Linked DNA regions of Mus musculus: regions 2, 3 and 4 are each linked to region 1. Evidence: chromatin contacts called from public promoter capture Hi-C data. All regions are on one chromosome and are shown on one strand. The core of a region is the stretch at or near the end of the contact, and the rest is flanking DNA. Distances in the headings are between cores, read along the strand shown.

Evidence for each region. Promoter capture Hi-C pulls out the DNA fragments that hold promoters and counts their contacts. Capture Hi-C pulls out chosen DNA fragments and counts their contacts.
Region 2: a contact with region 1 is called in a promoter capture Hi-C map of liver, with 2.6 times the contacts expected there. The contact joins the promoter of Rabep1 here to the promoter of Alox12 in region 1. A contact is called at or near these places in 5 of 39 promoter capture datasets (embryonic stem cells, hippocampal neurons, liver and 1 more), 2 of 115 datasets of contacts at active chromatin or transcription factors (bone marrow-derived macrophages and pancreatic cancer cells) and 1 of 9 other capture datasets (liver).
Region 3: a contact with region 1 is called in a promoter capture Hi-C map of hematopoietic stem and progenitor cells, with 3 times the contacts expected there. The contact joins the enhancer-like site here to the promoter of Alox12 in region 1. A contact is called at or near these places in 7 of 39 promoter capture datasets (cranial neural crest, frontonasal cranial neural crest, hematopoietic stem and progenitor cells and 3 more), 1 of 15 datasets of contacts at CTCF or cohesin (large pre-B cells) and 1 of 115 datasets of contacts at active chromatin or transcription factors (T-cell acute lymphoblastic leukemia).
Region 4: a promoter capture Hi-C map of liver shows a contact between it and region 1, with 2.9 times the contacts expected there. The contact joins the promoter of Sox15 here to the promoter of Alox12 in region 1. A contact is called at or near these places in 1 of 39 promoter capture datasets (neutrophils) and 1 of 9 other capture datasets (liver).

What each region holds. Positions count from the first base shown.
Region 1 is chr11:70,252,011-70,257,165 of GRCm38.p6, forward strand. Alox12 (arachidonate 12-lipoxygenase) reads right to left here and starts at 3,360. Exons shown (of 14, transcript NM_007440.5): 1 at 3,128-3,360; 2 at 2,399-2,600; 3 at 1,237-1,318; 4 at 1,001-1,123; 5 at 785-888; 6 at 388-548. The coding sequence starts at 3,262. All of the region lies in intron 2 of Gm40191 (a long non-coding RNA gene), which reads left to right.
Region 2 is chr11:70,841,961-70,846,701 of GRCm38.p6, forward strand. It overlaps Rabep1 (rabaptin, RAB GTPase binding effector protein 1), which reads left to right and starts at 2,801. Exons shown (of 18, transcript NM_019400.3): 1 at 2,801-3,048. The coding sequence starts at 3,015.
Region 3 is chr11:70,788,235-70,793,519 of GRCm38.p6, forward strand. Scimp (SLP adaptor and CSK interacting membrane protein) reads right to left here. Exons shown (of 5, transcript NM_001045526.2): 5 at 2,698-3,404. The coding sequence ends at 3,202. Among named protein-coding and RNA genes, the nearest start is that of Scimp, 22 kb to the right of the region's middle. Within about 2 kb of position 1,252, at least 82 of the 459 cell types and tissues checked have an H3K27ac peak or open chromatin away from gene starts, as enhancers often do. A contact at or near this core is called in hematopoietic stem and progenitor cells, where this site is marked.
Region 4 is chr11:69,651,784-69,656,951 of GRCm38.p6, forward strand. Sox15 (SRY (sex determining region Y)-box 15) reads left to right here and starts at 3,254. Exons shown (of 2, transcript NM_009235.2): 1 at 3,254-4,116; 2 at 4,670-4,944. The coding sequence starts at 3,590. The coding sequence ends at 4,838. It overlaps Fxr2 (fragile X mental retardation, autosomal homolog 2), which reads left to right. Exons shown (of 17, transcript NM_011814.2): 15 at 195-290; 16 at 427-524; 17 at 821-1,514. The coding sequence ends at 916. Mpdu1 (mannose-P-dolichol utilization defect 1) reads right to left here. Exons shown (of 7, transcript NM_011900.4): 7 at 4,914-5,168.

The DNA.
Region 1 (5,155 bases), core at 2,110-4,609:
GGTACAGTGTGCACAGGGTTACCCTTCCGGTAGCTATTTCCCAGAAAAGCTCCTCTATCTCCCTGCACCATGACACAGGCTTCCCTTTTCATCTGCCAAGGTCACTGAAGTCCACAAGAAAACCTCAGCAAGAATGTCATTGTTCCAGCTAACGTCTCTGGAGCCAGCCTGTGCCCTGGAAATCCATCCTCTTTCCCCCATTCATACAGGAATTCCTTGTAAGCTTTTACATGATGGTGGTGCCGTTTTTCAGGGCTTTTTCTTACTAGAGCATGCACCCAGGGATGCCTCCTTTTCCCTCATCACTTGAGGTCGCTGTCTCAGCCTCACGAGGTCTTACACACTAGTAACAAGAGAGCAATGCCGGACAGAGCAGGAGGAAGGTACCTTGAGTTCTTTCTCCAACTGAGCTTGAAGCTCCTCCATCCCAGAGGGCAGTACCAGTCTGGAGGGCAGAGAGGTGGAGCGTCTCAAAAGCATGGGGTTGGCGCCATTGAGGAACTGGTAGCCAAAGAGTTCATCTTCCTGCCAACACTGGTGAACCTTCTCTGGGGTGGGGTGGGGGAGCACAGAAAGGACAAGGGACACAGGTTAGATGTTTCTGTTCTTCACATTGAACCTAAGGAACTTAGACTATCCTACGCTCAGCCCAGGTTTATTTTTGTCATTTTTGAGGCCTCTGTGAGAATATCAGGCACATTACATCTTAATTTGGCAAGGACCCATGGGGACCATGGATTGTAATGAAAAGGGGCCACTAGGGGGTTATGGGGAAACCACTGACCGGCCAAGGCACTCTTCTGGCCCCAGAAGATCTGATCAAAGTCTTCCAGATGGTTCCAGCTTCTCAGGAGGGTATAAACACGTTTGAGGCCCATTTCCAGAACCCTAGGATAGGTGTTAAGACATGAGCCCATCACCTGACCCTCAGCTCCTCACTGTCCACCTCCATTCGTGGATCTCCCAGACCCCATCCCATGAGCGTCCACCCTCTCCTTACCCCGCCTTCAACGTCCATTCAAAGTCCAGTCTCTTCTCCTCATGGAATCTCATATTTGGAGGAAGGTCATCCTTACAGTCCGCTGCTATTGTCTGAGGTAAGCCTTCTTTCCAGGTGGCCCAGCTACAAGTTGGGGACAACACTTCAGAGAGAGTGTTGAGATCAGTGATGGGTGCAGGGCAGGGAGAGGGAGGGGTGGGGGGGGCAGTTGGGAGGCCTCTAGGGAAAATGGTTACCAGTAGGTCTGTTGTCTTTCCTTCAGTTCCTTTTCTCGATACTTCTGGAAGACATCTAAGGCATTGTCTCCTGCCAGGCGGGCTGGGGAAAGTTACAATTAGCTACATGTTGTCTGGTTCTGAGCACTCTTCTGCTTGTCACCTACTCTCTCTTTGTAGCCAGAGTCTATGTTTTCTGCTGGGCTCCTTTGTCTTTATCTCCGGAGTTGCCTTGACTGATCCCTGAACACATTCATCGGGTTCTTGCTGGTTTGAGCTCACATTTCACTTCCTTCAGCCCACAATTTTCTCTTCCAGACCAGAATCCCATATCCTCCATGCTTTCCTGTTTCTTAAGCTCACAATCTCCTAATCTATTTCATCAATATCTAAAGTGGGGGTGGGGTGAGGGGAGAATCACGCTAATTAAGGTGATGAAATGTGGTGTCACCAACACCACACCTATAGCTACTTGTTGCTTTGGCTAATCTCACACCTTAAATTTCATCTGTTCACGTTCAGCGGTACTTTCATTTCCTGGCTTCGCCTCTGGAGCTGATCACTCTACAGCTACTGACTTGTCCTGGGTGCCGCCTCAGTGAAATCCACCTGTCTCCAAGTGTTCCCGCCCTTACCACCCTGGCTTTCACTTGCCTCTGCACTTCTCTTTCTCTGGTTTCCCATGGTAAAAATGTGAAGTTTTACGGGCTCTTTCGCATGCCTCCTCCTGCCAGGTGGTCCCCACCATCCAATCAAATCAGCCGACCAGCGGCCCTTCCTCGCGGCCCCGTTGCTCATTGGCCACCAGCTCTTGTTCTCTGAGCCCCTCACCTGTCCCTCTCCCCACGGGTTCCGAATCACAGTACTACTGTTTTCTTTACTTCTCCATTTGTGTCCCCGGCTCCATGACCTTCTTTCTATCTAGGAAAACAGAGTCTCCAGATCTCTTACTTCCCTCTTTAATTCATTTGCAACATCACTTATCCTGGGAAACACTTGGGGAATTCATAACTTCTCATTTCCTCACTTGCGCCCTAGAAACTCACTGTTCCGTTTCTGCCCACCCTTTCTCCAAGTTCTTTCCCTCTCCTCCTCTTTAGCCCTATTCCTCCACACCCTCGCCGCCAGCACTGCCCTTTCCCTCTTCGTCCACTCCCCCAGGGTAGGATGCTGCCCCGCTCACCTGTCCCCTCCGGGAGGCTCAGGATTCCCTCTCCCTGCACCCAGCGGTAGCAGGGAAACACGGCCTCTGCACTTGTCCCCGGCCCCTGAACTGTGATGAGGTTGCAGAACCAGGCGTCATCCACAACTGTGTGCTGTTTGTGCAGTTTCACAAACTGCAGTGGCCCCAAGTCCTCGGGAACGTCGAAGTCAAACTCCTCCTCCTGCGGGGACCACACTTAATAGAAGGGATTGGGAGAAGCCTTTCGGTGGCCGAGCCTCCCCTTTGTGGAGCCTCAGCTTACCGCAGCCGTCAAAGAACACACCTCGCCCCTGCTCTCCTTCCCTCTTCCACCCCTAACCTGTCTGGCGGGTCTAAGATGTCCCATTTCTGAGGGAAGACCAGCGTCTACAGCGCGCTGACCAGAGATTTGAGCAGATGATGACGATCATCGCCTGTCTCATCCCGTTCACTGAGCTCCCACCACACCGGAACTTGGAGGAGCTTCGACTGACCTCAAGTCCTGTATTTAAATCGGCTCTGGGGCTAAGAATGCAGGACTCAGAGGGCTGCCTGGGCTGGGGTGTGGGAAAGGAGACCACCCGGGGCCCGTAGTTGACATCACTCCCGGTGTCCCACCTCTACAAATCTCCATCGCGGTCTTACTGTCACAGACCCTAGTCTCCTGTCCCTTGCCATCCTCCTACTCTCTGCTTGGACAGTAGAGGGCCCCAGTTCTTGCTCACTGACCTTGCCCCGCGCTGGCCGCAGTTGCAGCTCCAGTTTCGCCTCCCGGTGCTCCCCAACCAGCCACAAACGCACTAGGTTGAGGGATCCGGAGAAGAGCCAGGCCCCAGTGACCACACGGACGCGGTAGCGGCCCATGGCTCCCTCTGGCCTCTCAGGAGGCGATCCAAGTTAAGTTCAATTCGAAGACCGCCCAGGGCCACCGTCGCCTCGGGGCCAGGTCCAAAACTTTAAAAAGATGGATCTGTGTCCCCGCCCTCACAACTCCTAGGCACTCCCAAGTCCCCGCCCCAGACTAGTCTGAACCTGCTAGCCCAGCCCAAGAACAGGCTTTGGGAAAGGGGTGTGCGTTTGGATCAGCTACAGTGGGAGCTAAGGAGGCCCTTCCCAAGGTCTCTGGGCTTTTAGGAGAACTTGCAAAGGGGTTGAAACCATTTTTCAAACGGAGGGAAAAGAAGTGTCTTTTCTGGGCTGAGAGGAATGCCTATAGCAGGTGAGCCTGGGAGGGCCTGGGGGATGCCCAGCTGCTAAAACCATCTGTGGTCCCCAAACACCCCCAGTCCCTGCTCTGTACTGCTTTTGAAGTCACCCCTTCAGTAAACCCCCAGGGATTCCCAGGCTGCCTTGAGCCTGAAAAGACAGCGTTTCCAGACTTAGAACCCCACCCCTGCCTTCTCCCCCACCCTCATGGTCTCCCACTCACCTGAACATAAGACTTTACGATTTCTTTTCCTTCCTTCCTTCCTTCCTTCCTTCCTTCCTTCCTTCCTTCCTTCTTTTCTCTCTTTCTCTCTTTAAAAAAAAAAGATTTACTTATTTTATGTATGTAAATACACTGTCACTGTCTTAGACACACCAGTAGAGGGCATCAGATCCCATTACAGATGGTTGTGAGCCACCATGTGGTTGCTGGGAACTGAACTCAGGACCTCTGGAAGAACAGTAAGCCCTTTTAACCGCTGAGCCATCTCTCCAGCTCCGACTTTAAGATTTCAAATACACAAAAGTGTCATGGGCCACGCATCTTGAGGGAGGCCAAGGACAGTGAATGATTTTGTCCAACCTCCTCCAGATCTCGGATGCAGAGTACCAGTCTGGGTAGGAGGGTGCAGTATAGAATCAGTTACAGTCCAGTGGGTGGGTTTCACGAGTTTATTTCTTCCAGGTAAGGAGAGTGAGCCTTTCTTTAGTGGAGCCCAGGTTGGATTTTCTTCCCAAGTTATCTCCTGGCCTTGGGTCTCAGAAAAGTAAAGTCATGAGCAGCGGTGAGAATGACACTTGGTTAGGGACCTTGTGAATAGTGGGAAACTTGTTCAGGACTCAGATTTTGTCACATGTACATGTCCCTAACTAGGTTCCTGTAAACTAAGATGTTCTAGTTTGGTGGCTAGGCCAGGGCCAGGAGGATCTGTTTTCTGGACCTAGGATGCTGCTGCTTGCAGGAAGGAAAAGTCTGAGACTTTCCAGGTCACACCTTCAGGCCTCCAAACCCTGGGCATGTCAGGTCCTTCGTGGGTTACTATTGCACACTCTCCAGGCCCATTCCTGCCTAGAAGTTCTGTGCTCTGGATTGGGTGTCTGTCAAGTGACAGCTCCCCCTCCTTTCAATGTTCCGGCGTCACTCTTTTCTCTACATCCCCTTGGTTCTCCACAGCAGGCCGTGGCCCTCTCCTCGTGCATTTTCGTGGGCCGTGTTTTGCCTTCTCAAGAGTTTGGTTTGTATCAACTAGATGATTCCTTAAGGTTACGTGTGTGTGTGTGTGTGTGTGTGTGTGTGTGTGACAGAGAGAGAGAGAGAGAGAGAGAGAGAGAGAGAATGAGAACACTAAGAAAAAGAACTGAACTTCTACACGAGCTTAATGACATGATGTGTTCAGACACTTAGACGCTTAGCACAATGTTTGACACAGAGCCCTCTGTGTATTAACTTATTATTATTCATGATGAAATATCATGAGTCCCTTTCCCATTTCTTACCACCTACTACTTCTTCAGTTTCTACCAGGATGTTCACTTCCAAGACCTGCTTCC
Region 2 (4,741 bases), core at 1,551-4,050, 590 kb after region 1:
GGGGCTAGAGATAAGGCTTAGTGGTTAAGAATACTTGTTGCTCTTCAGGGGAGCTAGGTTCAATTTCCAGCACCCATATGATAACTCACAACCATCTTTAACTTCCAGGCACCCATTTGGTGCACATTTATGCATATAAAGTAAACTAAAAAGGAAAGAAAGAAAGAAGAGAAATGATATAAAGTGGGGAGGGAGCCCTAAAGGAGTGCCTGGGTTGAGTGGAAAGGGGGAGGTGGGGTGTATATGACCAAGATACATTGTTTACAGCTATGATATTGTCATAGAATAAGAGATACCCTATTACAAATTAGGTGGAGAGAAACTGAGAAAGGTACTTGAGGTAGACTTCTGACCTTCACAAGTACACACATGTATCCGAAAACGTGTGAACAAATATACACAAATATATCACACATCACACAAATTTAAATGTCAGATGTAGTCGTGTATACCTGTACTCACCATACTCAGGAGGGTGAGAGTTTGGGGCCAGCCTGGGCTACAGTTTTGCTGTCTCAAAACTAAAACCAAACAAGACAAAACAAAATCATCTCTGTTGATGAATATGTGGGCCATTTATTTGCTGTATAATGAAATATACTGCTGTAAATATTCTTGTGTATGTCTTATCTTTCACATACAATCTAATTGACAAGTAATTATTTCATGTTTTATTTCTTGATTTCCTTCAGAATGAGAATTACAACTTCTGTAGCTAATGAAGGCTTTGAGCATACGTTAGTTTTCTCTAGTACATATCTAGGAATGGCATCTGGTTGTTGGGTCTTAGGGTTTACATAAAAAATATGAAATGGGACTGGGGTATAGCTCAGTTGGTAGAGCACTTGCCTAGAAGGCACAAAGTTCTGGATTTGTAATCCTAGCATTTGGGAGGTAGGAGAATCAGGAATTCAAAGTTAGCTTGGGCTACATGAGAACCTGTCTTAAAAAAAAAAATTAAATGAATATGAAAATGTATATAATTCTGGTACTCTTTGCTTATTTCAAAATGGCCTTTCCAACTTTTGACATAGGGGCCTCTGAGAGTCCCTACCAGATGTGTGATCATTTCTGAGTGACCTTGGTCTTGAGGACCGGGTTGCAATCCTGATTACCAATGGCAATAAGTACGGTATACAGTCAGTGGAAGGAGTCCCATCTGTGGAGGACATCGCCATCTGCTATCTTTATGGCTCCTGCTTCCTATTCAGTCATTGCAACAGGACAGATGATTACTGAGTGGCCCTACTGGGGCCAAAGGTCTCCCTGCTGAGCGAGGATTTGCTCACTCAGGAAGGTTAGAAACCAGGGGGAGGGTGGAAACAGGCTTCATTTGTTCTGTCAAAGGCATACCAGGAGATGTTAATTGCTTAAAAGTCTAAATATAACCCCCCTTCATCTTAGTGGGACCTCAGGCAAAAGTACAAACAGATGACTACCTATTTAAAATTATAAACCATTCCAAAGAACTGTGAACCTTACTAGAGCCTAGTCTTCTACTTTGACTAAAGTCAAACCATTAATGACTATTATGGTTTGAATGTAGGCATCTGCAGTGACTCTGGAGCAGACTTGAGCTTAGAACTTTTAGAATCAGAATAAATGAAGAAGAAAAAGAAAGAAAGAAAGAAAGAAAGAAAGAAAGAAAAAGAAAAAGTAGGACCTAGTAGTGGTCCAACCCTGAAATCTCAGCTTCTCAGGAGGATGAAGCAGGATTGCAGACTCAAGGCTAACCTGGGCCATTTAGGGAGAGGGTGTTTCAAAATTAAAAAAACAGAACAAGAACTATTGCTATAGCTGAGTAGTGGAGTGCTTGCCTACTATGCTTAAGGTTAAATCCCCAGGACTGCAGGAGGGAGAAAAAAAGACTAGCATAGATCCCTGGCCTTTGGGGGTATGTGCACTTGAATAAGCTGGTGAGAGGAGCGTAAGCCCTGGCTGGGCTCCTGGTCTGTTGCTTGTCTTCCTTCTTTCCTCACCTGTCTTGCACCACGAAGGATCTGTGAACACACAGAGCAGCTCAAATGTGTAAGTGCTGTGCCACCTCCTCCAAATGCAGCTGCCCTCTGGCACGTTGAGAAACGTTTACACCCTGTCTTATAGAAAAATGAGAGACTACAGCTTCAGCTACCCAGGGAGGGAATTCTGGGCTCATAGGAAGGCAGGTGGACTTGGTCCTGAAGTGCCAGACTGTGTAGACCCCTTGCCCTAGGAAGGCAGCAAGGTCTGAATGAGGCTGGAAAGGAAAGTCTGGAGTCTCCGTATGGCTCTCTTGCCCAGGCAGAAGGGTGGCACTTTCTCCTGTCAAGAATGCAAGCACTGCGTCTGGCTGTATCTCCAACAGCTTCTCTGGGCTGATCACGTTAAAGTCAAACATAGTCGCTTAATGGAAAAAGTGCATTGGCTTGCACATCTGGGGACCAGACCAAGTTCTGGCCATAACAATTCTTCCTACTTTATATCCTCATTTAAACTTTTCTTAGCCGCTCTACTTTTCAAGGTTATGAGGTTAAGGGACTTTCTCAAGGACACACAACTAGGCAAAGTAGCGGCTGGGTTCGCGTGCACCCAGGGTCTCCTCACTCAGCTTGATATTTTTGTCTGTGTCCTGGGAGCCAAGAGCTTGCACAGTCTTCGTCTTTGCAGCCGCCAGTCTCCAACACCCATAGCTCTCTCATCAGCCTCCCTCTGGCTCCCAGGCCCCGGACCCCTCCTCCCTGGTCTCCCTCCCTCCTGAGGCCCCGCCCCTCCCTTAGGCCAGCGTCACGTGCCGTCCCATCCCCCCGCGCCTGCGCACTGCTTATTTCCCGCTGTCAGGATGAGGAGGCGGAGGTCGGCGCTCCGGTCCGTCTCTGCCCGAGGCTGTGGCGGCGCCGGCGGCTCCAGCCTTAGCGGTTCCTCCCTGGGCGGCGGTGGCCGCGGCTCGGTCGACGCCTCCTCCGCCAGCTGAGCCCGCGGCATCCCGGGACGCCGCTTCCCCGCCCATCCCCGTTCTCCGAGGCCGCCCACTGGCCATGGCGCAGCCGGGCCCGGCTCCCCAGCCTGACGGTGAGGCGCCCACCATGGCGGGCGCGGCCTGCCCGGCGCAGCGTCGTGGGGGCCCTTGGGGGCAGGAAGGGCACGCGCGCGGGCCCGGGGGTGACCCACGGACTGGAGGCGGGGGCGCGCGGGCGACGCGTGCTGGGGCAGCCGGGCTGGGGAGGGAGAGGGAGGCGCGCGCGGGCGGCCGCGGGGAAGGGCGTGGGGAGGCTGCAGGGAGGGAGCCGGCGGAGAGGAAGGTGCGGTGGGATCAGCACGTGGGTTCCTCGGGTGGGGAGGATGGAAATGGAGAGCATGTGCTATATTCCTTAAAGAAAACGCGAGCCCTCGCCTTGGTAGTGGCCGTGTGCCCTCTCGCCCCACCTCCGCTCCCGCCTCCTCAGGCCACGCTCCAGCGCTCTTTGCACCGGACTTGTAAAAGTAACTGTGATCCTAAGCATTGGGTAGCATTCTTTTGAGTGGTTGTGTTGCTTCATGGTAAGGCCGGGCTCATATCTTAGTCTCTTAGGGCCTCAGTTTCTGACGAACGAAGAGCGCTTGATTCATGTCTCTTTATCGAGAAAGATGGGCAAGTCTTGGGCCAGGCGATAAAGATGGCAACGTTCATCTGTAAAAGGATAGTTTAGTATTATTTCGAGAGTGTTAGGGATGAAAAGGTGCTCGAGTGGGCCGAAATCGAGGAGTCAATCGTCTTCTCCATTCCGTCTCTACCGTTCAAGCGATGGGGTCTCACTTTGTGGACCATGATGACCTGAAACTCCTGAGCTATCCTGCCTCAGTTTCCTGAGTAGCCAAGACTTAGACGTGCAGGACAGACTGTCTTAATAATGCTCATATTGGAAGAAAAAAAGGGCCTTGTTCTAAATAAGCCATGATGGTTATTAGAACCCTTTATGACCTTTAAACCGACTGAGCTCTGCCCCAGAGTTTTGACCACATTGTTTCAGGTGTTGTTGTCGTCAACCGGGAGTTATGTTTGGAAAGAATGTGCTCCGTCCTTGGCAAGATCTTACTGTATCTAGTTGGGAAAGTTCTTTCAGGTGTACTTTTCTAATTGGCTTTTGTGCTTAGCATCTTTACCTGTAAGTAGAATGTTGGGATGTGGTGGTTGGCTCAGGAGGTTCTTGGCCTTTTCCAAGAGTAGTCTCTTGAAATGATCTTTTGTGAAAACCTCTGTTTGTTCTTGCGGTAGGGGAACTGGAAACAATGTTATCAGATTTTGAGACTCTTGCTGCTCTCTGGGAAGTGTTCTCTAAAGATTGTTAGCCTCTAGTTTTGGGTTTTGTTAGTTGCCTAAGGGGTAATGTCCAGCCTAGACTTTAACTTGCTCGATGTTTCTATTCCAATAAAGAGAAGGGAGGTGTTTCTGGTGGGCTGTCAGGAAACAGGGATGTTTTTTGGACCTTCTTTTAACTCTCACCTTTTGTATTTGGTGTCAGGGAGGAAAACTTTACAAACCCTCCTTGTTACTGCAGACAGAGGCAGAATACAGAGAAAGCTCTGACTTCTGGTAGGTATGCTTAACTGGCTGCTGCCTTCCTTTGCTTTCCATGGACAACTCAGGTGACATGAGTCTGGACTCTTAATTTCCTGCCTCTTTCAATATATGAAATGGTCTTCCCTGCAAATAGGCAGAAGTGACTAAGCACTTCGCAGAAGCGAGGAAAACATTAGCTTTGAGGAATCTCATGTTCTTGCTATT
Region 3 (5,285 bases), core at 2-2,501, 530 kb after region 1:
GGAGAGATGACTCAGCAGTTATGAGCACTGACTTCCAGAGGTTCCGAGTTCAATCCCCACCAGCCACATGGAGGTCCACAGCTGTCTGTAGCTCCAGTCCCAGGGGACCTAACGCTGTCTTCTGAAGACACTGCACACATATGGTATGCATGCAGGCAAAACATCCATACATACAAAATAGATATAATTTTTAAAAAGGAGAAAACTATGGTTCTGTGATTTGAGGCATGAGTTTTCAAAACTGTTGAGGCAGCCATCCATGATCTGTTTCAAAATGATATGTCAGCACTATTGTGGTTACCATAGTTATCCAGGGAGTGAGCTCAGGATGGGCCCTACCTTCTTATTTCTGGACTCTTTTAAATCAGTGACTATGTAGCTGGTCACTTGGCTTGGGCTCTGCTGTGTGACTAGAATATACACTAAGGTCCTATGACGTCTTGATATGGTTAATGTTGTCACACAGATTGGCAGTAGAAAGCACAGTCTTAGTACATGAGCCTAGCTCAACTCACAACAAATTTATAAATGTCCAAAAACTTTTATTCTACTTTTTTGCTGGCAAATAAACTGGTTGTTATATTTCCCTGTGTGTTTGGCATTCAAAAATATATTTATTAAGTGCCTTCTGTGTGCGGGGGCTTATTATGGACACTGGGAAAATAGAAGCTCTCCCTTAAGGAGCCTCATATTCACATGGCTGCAACCCGGACTCATTTGAGAGAACAGCTTGAGAAAGGGTCTATCTCAGCTTGTGGTTCCAGTGAGTTCAGTTCATGGCTACCTGGCTTGTGTTTCTGGGCCCGTTGTGAGGCAGAACACGGAGGCCGTCTGAGTGCATAGGAGAAGTTTCTTCAGCACAGGGTAGCTAGGAAGCAGAAGGAAAGAGAGAAACAGACAAGAGAACCCCCAGGGCAGGACACAGCCCTTGACACACCCTGGCTACCGACTTCCTCCTGTTAGACCTCACCTTTTAATGTTTCTAGGCCCTCCCAAAATAGAACCACTAGCTGGACAACACATATCAACACATGGGCCTCCCAGTATAGGGAGAACAGAAAGTTTAGGGCCTGGAATTCATTCATTCATTCATCCATTCATTCATTCGATCATTGAGCATACTTACTGACCATCCTCAGCATGCTAGGAACAGGGAAAACAAGGAAGAAGAGAAGGCCTGTCTCTGCACTGGTGTTGCCTTTGTTCAACTGGAAATGAAAGTCACATGAGCAGATCGTTCCGGATATAAGAGTTATGAAGGGGAAGCACCTACAAAGGCCACCACCACATCGGGCCGGTGAGGAAAGCACAGTGCCTAAGATGCAAAGGAGGGGAGGAATATTGCGTATAGCAGGGACAAGAGAGACCACAGCAAAGGTACTTACAAGTAGAGGAAAAACACTGGGGAACATGGAGGTTGCCAGGAGGAGGTAGTGTGTGAAAAGTTAGCCAGTAATAAAATCCTGACAAATCTTGTAAGCCATATTTAAGAGTTTGGCCTCTGTCTGAGGCTAATAGGTAAAGATGAGCTTTTAGCAATGGGAAGAAGTATTCGGTTGCTCACTTTCAAAAATCACCAGCTGCCAATCAGTGTTTTGGAGTCTGAAATACCAGAGGCAGGACACTGGTTAGAGGTTCTTAAAGTTCTCTTTGGGAAGTGCTGGCCATGGGCTGACTGACCTCAGAGTGATGGAGACAGAGCTGATCTGACTGAGGCACAGTCAACAGGAGGTGGGGACACTGGCAATAAAGGATGCAAGAAAGGACCTAACTTCTGCCCTTAGCAAGGGAGGAAGTAATCTAGCACGAGAAGTCAGGGGTGGGGATGTGTCATCAGTTATCCATGGAATATGTTGAATTTGAGGATCCCGTGGGATAATCAGATGGAGGTGTCCTGCGGGCTCTGCAACCTGGAACTGGAAAAGAGGGGTTGAACTGGAGCCTGTGGTTGGGAAGTTGCTAGGGTAAAGGGGATGCTGAGCCCTGTGGTATTGGCAACATCACTCAGCAATGCTGAGAGGGAAAGAGGAAACAACAGCACCCCAGGAAAGATAGGATGGAAAAGTAAGGAATGACCACTAAAGATGTGATAGTGAAAGCTACAGAAGGGGCATTAAGCTCTGAACTCTCGTCTTGAGTACCCTGCTGGAGGGTGCTGGCTGGACACTTCCTGGGGCAATCTACTCTTCCTGGCACAGCCAACATACCCACTGCCAAAGAAAAGCTAGCTGGGGGCAGAAGTCAGAAGGCCACTTGAGTCCTCTGTTGATCATTAGAAATGGTGTCTGAAAACACAGGAAATAAACTTGTGTCAGAACTTGACTCTTTGATGGGTTTGGTCCACATTCTATAAATATCCTGGGGGTTGAGGTGTGAGTGGGTGGGGCAGCGTCACTTTCTCACCTTACAGACTCAAAGTGTCTGCGCATCACAAGAGCCCTCAGCTATAAAGACAAGTCATGGCTTCTAGGAGGTTCAGGGGTGGGTGGGGCCTGAGAGAAGGGAGACAGGCATCCTTAAGGTGTGGCCTACATAGGGATTGAGAGCTGGGAGGCTCCACACAATCAAACACCAAGACTATGATCCCTAGCAGTCTCTCAGCTTAGGGGTCTCAACCCCCTTAGGGGTCAAATATCAGATACCCTGAATATCAGATATTTACATTACAATTCGTAACAGTAGCAAAATTACAAGTATGAAGTAGCAACAAAATAATTTTATGGTTGAGGATCACCACAAATAAGGAATTGTATTGAAGGATCCCTGCATTAGGAAGGTTGAGAGTCACTGCCTTACAGCTACATTCACCCAGGGAACGAAAGAAAATGTTGAGAAATGAGTCAGTTCTCACAGGCCCAGTGGTCTGCACTAAGGAAACTTCCTCCACAAAGGTGCCAAGGCCACATCCTCAGAATCTTGGGGTAGAGCTTCTGCAGTGTCAGAAACATCAGGAGCATCTGGAGCAACAGGAGCATCTGGAGCAACAGAAACATCTGGAGCAACAGAAACATCTGGAGCAGCAGAAATATTTGGAGCAACAGAAACATCTGGAGCAGCAGAAACATCTGGAGCAACAGAAACATCTGGAGCCTCGGGAACATCAAGCTGTCCTGTCTTCTGCTGTAGCTTTCACATGGCTGAGGTGGCTTCCTCTGGGGATTAGGAAGTGCTTGTGTTATAATCCGGCTATTCTAGAGTATTCTAAAACGAGCTGTGTAAACCCACTTCAGCTTGCCAAAAAGGTGTGGTTTTAGAGTGCTGGGTTTCGGTGGTTGCTGGAATCTCAACATCATCATAATCATTTTCTGGCTCGGTGGAGCCCGAGATAGCAAAGACCTTCTTGTTCCTAACTTTCTTCACTGATGAGTACCAAGCTGAGGGTTGTCTTGGAGCTTCCTGTGGGGCTAAAGCACAGAAAAAGGTCGCTATACACAAGGCTACTCGGTACTGATGTATTTTTGACTGAGCTTTGAGCATATTACAGATCTTCCCACTTCCTGGGTGGCCAGTTCCCCATTTCACAGAGGAAAACCAGTCACAGACATGACACATGTCTCAGGATCACCCAAGTGCATGGATGAGAAATGTTGGGCAGATCTCTTGACTCTCACATCTCTGTTCTAAGACCCCACTTCAAGGGAACCATGATGCAGACACTCAGGAAGCAGACCACAGCCAGTTGCTAGGTGACCACACTTATGCCCACAGATGCCTGATCACAAGGATCTGAAGGGCTTGTTGGTGCATCCCTACCTCTGCTGTACCGAACCGAACCGTAGGCTGCTTCCAGGACTGTTTGGCATTGCTTACACGCAAATCTGCCTGCTAAGAAGGAAGGAAACCTCTCTCTCTCTCTCTCTCTCTCTCTCTCTCTCTCTCTCTCTCTCTCTGTGTGTGTGTGTGTGTGTGTGTGTGTGTGTGTGTGTGTGTGTGTGTAATGTGTGTGTAGTGTTCAAAGATAGACTCAGTGCAGAATGGTCTATAGCAGGAACTAGAGTGGTTGCTGCTTTTTGTCTGTGACTTAAGAGCGATTCTCCTGAGGTTCATGGTCACATTATGTGTGGAAAGGGGGCGATGGTTAAGAGCTCCTACTGCTCTGCAGAGGACCTGAGTTCAATTCCCAGCAACCATGTCAGGCAGTTCGTAATCACCTCTAACTCCAGTTCCAGGGGATCTAGCTCTCTCTTCTGGACTCGGGACATGTGTGTACTCATGCTACAAATGCAGGCAGACACTCAAACACATACAAACACAAGACTAAAAGATGGGTAAAATGTGGAGGGACCTTTAAGAGATGGAGCCTGGTTAGAAGCAGTTTAGGTCCTCCCTTTGATCTGCCACCCAGCCCTAAGATGTGATTTCCTGCTGTCTCATGGGCTCTACCATGATGTCATAGTTATCACATGATGTAGCTTTCCAGTGCCATGCTGTTTGGATACTCAGCCACCAAAACTGCAAGCTAAGTAAGACTCTTTAAAAAAAAATAAACTACCCAGCCTCAAGTATTTTGTCATGGTAACAGAAAATGGACTAATACAGTGATGTGTAGCTTAGCTATTCCTATAATGAGAATCAGATTTGCCTCCACAGTGATCTTATATTTCTCTAAGAAAATTGGAAAGCCCCTGCCATTTCATTTTCTGTAAAAATGAGCTCATGTTTGGATTCCAGTAGTTAGTTAACGAATTAACTTGGTAACTTGGATCATGGGTAAATCATTTAATGTCCCTGGGCCTCGGTGTTGTCAGCTGTCAGAGGAGCGAGCAAGGGCAATCATCGGTTTCACAGAGCTCTGAGGGTTTACATGAGATCGTGCCTAACAGGGGCCAGTCACAGGAACCAAGGACCATTCAGGCCTGGGGGTCCTCACCTCCAATCACAGCACTTGGGAAATGAAGGGAGGAGGATGAAGGAGTTCAAGATAACCCTTGGCTGCTAAGGGAGCTTAAGGCCAACCTGGGCTACATGAAACTCTATCTCAAGAAGGGGGGAGGGGAGACAAAGTCTGCAAAGTACTTACCTCACAAGTATGAGGACCCAAGTTTGATTCCCAGAACCCATAGCTATCTATCTATCTATCTATCTATCTATCTATCTATCTATCTATCTATCTATCATCTATCTCTATCTATCTATCTATCTATCTATCCATCTATCTGTAGGTTAATTATCTATCTATCAATCTGTCAAACATCTATCTATCTACTATGTTCATATGTGTTGTTATGGGGTGCACACGCACGCGTGTGTGCATGCGCACGCACAAACACACACACAAAGTTTTT
Region 4 (5,168 bases), core at 2,004-4,503, 600 kb before region 1:
TGGTGTTGCACGCCTTTATTCCCAGCACTTGGGAGGCAGAGGCAGGCAGATTTTTGAGTTCGAGGCCAGCCTGGTCTACAGAGCAAGTTCCAGGACAGCCAGGGCTATACAGAGAAACCCTGTCTGGAAAAACCAAAAAAAAAAAAAAAATGAAGTATGAGAGGGTGGGTGAATGACTCTTCTTTACTCCACAGAAGATGAATCAAGACCCCAGAGACGAAATCGCAGCCGCCGCCGCCGTAATCGTGGTAACCGGACTGATGGGTCCATCAGTGGAGACCGCCAACCAGGTCAGCTGACATACAGAATTGGAGCCTTTCTGGAACTAAGATGAAATGTCTCATTGGCTGGGAAACCAGGGTTGGATTCATTGGGAACCATGAAATCCCGAAGTTCCTGAAAGTCTTGATCCTGTGTCTTTCCTAGTGACTGTGGCTGACTATATCTCACGGGCAGAGTCTCAGAGCCGCCAGCGGCCCCTGGAACGCACGAAACCCTCAGAGGATTCTCTTTCAGGACAGAAGGTAGGCAATCAAGATACAGCCTACCCCACTTTGTTGTTGTTGTTTGTTTGTTTGTTTGGGGCAGGGACACAGAAAACTTTGCAAAGAAAGTTGAATTGACTGTATGTGATGGAGTTCAGGCTAAGCTGAGGGTAGAGCAGAGCCGGCACAAACAGAAGACAGGGCTGGTGGTGATTGAGCACAGGGGGGTGAGGGACCTGGCCTCCACGTGTGTCTGTAGTGAGAAGGAAGGCGTGCCTGCATCTGCTGTACTCATCAGCTGCTTCCTTTTTGTTTTCCTCCTGCTTCCTCTGTAGGGTGACTCTGTCAGCAAGCTTCCCAAGGGCCCCTCAGAGAATGGGGAGCTCTCTGCCCCCTTGGAGTTGGGTAGTTTGGTGAATGGAGTTTCATAAAACCTCCGGTCCACATCCCTCCTTTCTCCATCTCGCTTGCTGCCCACCACCATGGCCCTCATGGGTCCAACTGACCTGCGCTGGAGCTGCTCTTATCTACGGGGGAGGGGGGTGGCACAGCAGCTTGGGTCCCCCCCAACCTCCAGGAGCTAGTGGAGGGGTGTGTAACAGGGTCATACCCCTCCCTCTTGTCCACCCTACCCCCAGGGTGAGGGAGCCTCCCCTTCCCTTTCAGACTGGATGTGCCTTTATCCTCTAATGCCCCGACCTCTGAACACCCCCATTCTCCGCCTGTTGGTGGGGGTGCTCCTTGACCCACCCAGATTTGACAGTTCAGGGGGGCTCCCCTGCTATCCCTCCTCCCATCCTGTACCCCCCATTTCTGGGGCCTCATCACTGTGGAAGACGGGGATAGTGAGGGTATTCGTGGGTGGGAGGCATGGGGAAGGTTTTGGAATAGAACCAGGGGTATGTATGAAGGGGGGTGACAAGGTCTCCCAGGGGAGTTGGGAGGAAATAACCTTGTCTGGTGGATGAGAAGGCGTATTTATTTTTCACTGTACAGTATTTAAAAAGAGAATAAAAAAATCCAAATGGCCTTGTGTTTCCCATGTTGCCTTTGTCCCCAGTCTGGGCTGTTTAAATCTCTAGGGCTGACCGGCATTGGTCCCTGGCTCTCGTTCTATAGCCTTTATTATCAGCTCCTCGTTCTGTGTCAGGAAGATGATATTCTGGGAATGGCTGCATCCTTAATTCTCCGTGGCCAGAGGACCGTGCTTCAGACCTTGCTGTTTCTTCCCTCCCTTGGTTGTTGAGAGTTGGGCCACTCCTGAGCCCTGAGTCACAGGAGGATAGGCCAGGCTCCGTGAAGCTGGAGCTGTTCCTGGTAGAAGCTGAGAGTCTGAGCAGGCTGTTTAATCCGATTATCTGGGGCCTGGGGCACAGGCTGGGCCTTCAGCAGAGAGGAAAATAGGGTTTCCTCACCATAGCCTCTAGAACTCAGGAGGGCAGGTTGTATTTCTGGCCTGGTGTCACTCTAGCTCTAGAATCCATGTCACTGACCTCAGCTTTTAGGGGCCTCAAGGGTAAAGAGTAGTGACTATCGGAATTGGGAAGCGCCAGAGCTAGGTACAGTGCACTGCACTGTGGTGAACTGAACGTGATCCTCAGGAGGGTGTGCTGAATGCTTTCTCCCAGAAACCTTAGAATGGAGGAAATCGGGATTCTTAACTATGTAACTGCTGGGCAGTACTGGGCACACGCCTTTAATCCCAGAACTCTAGTCCGAGATAGAGGCAGGTGGATCGAGTGAGTTCAAGGGCAAGACAGGATTATTAGACTAAAGAAAGAAAGAAAAAAAAAATTCCGGTACCCAGGAGGCAGAGGTAGATGGATCTTGATCAAGTCCAGCCTAGTCTACACAAGGAGCAAGGAGTTCAGGCCAATCAGGGCTATATGCTGCACTCCCTGTCTCAAATAATTACACTTTAAAAAAAAAAGAAAAAAGGGATCAAAGGGGTAAAGAAACAGCTCAGCACTTAGGTAGATTTCTGAGTTCAAGGACAGCCAGGGCTACACAGAGAAACCCTGTCTCAAAAAACAAAAAAAAAAAAAAAACAAAAACCATAGCTCAGAAGGTTAGGTGCCCCCTGAGATCAGTCACGGAGATAGCCACTACCACCTCTCCACCTTGACCTGGGAAAGAGAACGGACTTGTGAAAGTTATCCTCTGACCTCTATATACAAAGTGGTGACACTTGTGCCCCACCCCATCCATAACCTTTTAAAAAATAGGAAGATTTTTAAAAAGTGTATCTGCAGGCCCAGAGGCATGTCCATGGTTTGGGCTTAAAGATGAAACTTGCAATACTCAGTGGCAATGGGGAACCTCAGGACTGGAAGTGGCTTTGAATGTTTTCATCTGCCTAGCACCTGCTGGAATGACTAAGAAAACAAAAATGGCCTTGAGTTTCTTTCCCCTGGGGCAGATCAGGGGTTTAAGGAGCAACAGACACCGGAAAAGGCTTTGATAGGGAGTGAGAGCTTCTTAAATTCTCCGGGTTTGATCGACCCTGGGAGCCTTTGGTTCCCCTTCTTGGGAAGGAAGTTACTTTAAATTGCTGGTGCTTGAGAATTGAGACAATTTTTAGGCCTGCCGTCCAGGCCTCCGGTGGAACGTTAGGGGGGTGTGGTGCCCTAGGGGGAGGTGTAAGGACTGGGAAGAACAAGACGCCTGGGTTTGCAGAAAGAAGAGGGGTGGAGAGAACCGCACAGCCACTGGGAGGGGTCTGGGGAGGAGTCAGCCTTTTAGAGGCTGAGTACAGGTGGGAAAGGCCTGTAGCACCTGGGTGCACTCCTGGCAGCTGTTGGGACTTTGTGGAGACCAAGAGCTGCACGCTTGAAACTGCAGTTTCAACAGAAGAACCCTGTCTCGCTGAAGCAGAGGGTAGAAAGAGCGACTGGTAGACCTGAGAGAACACTACCTCTCCGGTAAAGGGCTCCAGACAAGGATTCTAAATTCAGCTTCCCAGAGGTGACAATCGATCGCTGGGAGCAAAGTTTGGATTCAAGCGCTCTGGAAGATACTTAAGTACCCAAATATTCCTAGTCCAGTCTTCGCTCTGGGAGAAGGGCATTCAAGACGCCCTCTCAAAGAGGCTTCACCTCCAACCCATGGCGCTGACCAGCTCCTCACAAGCAGAGACTTGGAGCCTGCATCCTCGGGCTTCCACGGCCTCTTTGCCTTTAGGACCCCAGGAGCAGGAGGCCGGCGGGAGCCCTGGAGCGTCTGGGGGACTTCCGCTGGAGAAGGTGAAGCGGCCCATGAACGCCTTCATGGTGTGGAGCTCTGTTCAGCGCCGCCAGATGGCGCAGCAGAACCCCAAGATGCACAACTCTGAGATCTCCAAGCGCTTGGGCGCTCAGTGGAAGCTGCTGGGCGATGAAGAGAAGCGACCCTTCGTGGAGGAGGCTAAGCGTCTTCGTGCCCGCCACCTCCGCGACTATCCCGACTACAAGTACCGACCCCGGCGTAAGAGCAAAAACTCGAGCACCGGGTCTGTCCCCTTTAGCCAAGAAGGAGGTGGCCTGGCATGTGGTGGCTCACACTGGGGGCCAGGGTACACAACTACCCAAGGGAGCAGAGGCTTTGGGTACCAGCCCCCCAACTATTCGACAGCCTACCTGCCTGGCAGTTACACGTGAGTGCCTAATTGTGTCCATCTGTCTGTTCCATGCTTCCCACACGACCCCCTTCCTTGAGAGCTGGGTGGGAACAGAGGCCAGAGTGCCAAGTTAAACCCAAATCCACCCAAGCAGAAGCTACACCAGGCTGAGGGCCCAGAGTTCAGGATAGTGGCTGTTCCATCTCAACTAATGTGTCCTACCTCTGCCTTTTGGATGGCAGTTTCTCCTTGTGGCTGGCCCTTGTGTGACCCATCTTCCTCTCCCAGCCCTGGGGGCAAGGAGAGACCAAGCCCATCCTGTTGCTCCTTCCTGGCCTGCTGCCCCAGGAGGCAAACAGCCGTGCAGCACGCAAGCCGCCTGCTGAGCATGCCCCAACAGAACTACCTTGTTCTTTAAGTCACCCTAGGGTCCCATTCCATGCCTGCTGTACCCAGCAAGGCTGGCTGAATGGCAAGCTCTAACCCTGTCTGCTGCAAACTGGTCAGACCAGTCCCCCACGAAGAGTTGAGGACACTGCCCAATCGATTCAAGAAGACTAACCTCCAGACCCCATGTTTCTTTTTACAGCTCTTCCCACTGCAGACCGGAGGCCCCCTTACCATGCACCTTCCCTCAGAGTGATCCCAGGCTCCAGGGGGAGCTAAGACCCTCTTTCTCCCCTTACCTATCCCCAGACTCTTCCACTCCATATAATACTTCCCTTGCTGGAGCCCCCATGCCAGTAACCCACCTTTAACTGGCAGGGACGCCCAGGGCCAACCCCACAGACCCCTACAGATCTCCAAGGAACCAGAATGCACACTAAACACAATTTTGTACAATTAAAACCATGTTTCGGAGTCTTTTATTGTCCCATTTGTATTCTCTCCCTACAGCAGCAACCAGCGCCTTCACACACCCTTCCGCCAGGACCTGCCTCGGCAGGAACCTCCCCACCCAACCCCAGGGCCCTTATCTGAGTCACTCTCCCTCACCCCCAGAACTGGGCTCCAATAGACCATCCCACCCGGGCAGCACAGGGAAGCAGCCACTAGCTTCCAACCACAGTTTTCTAGGCTCTGTCCTT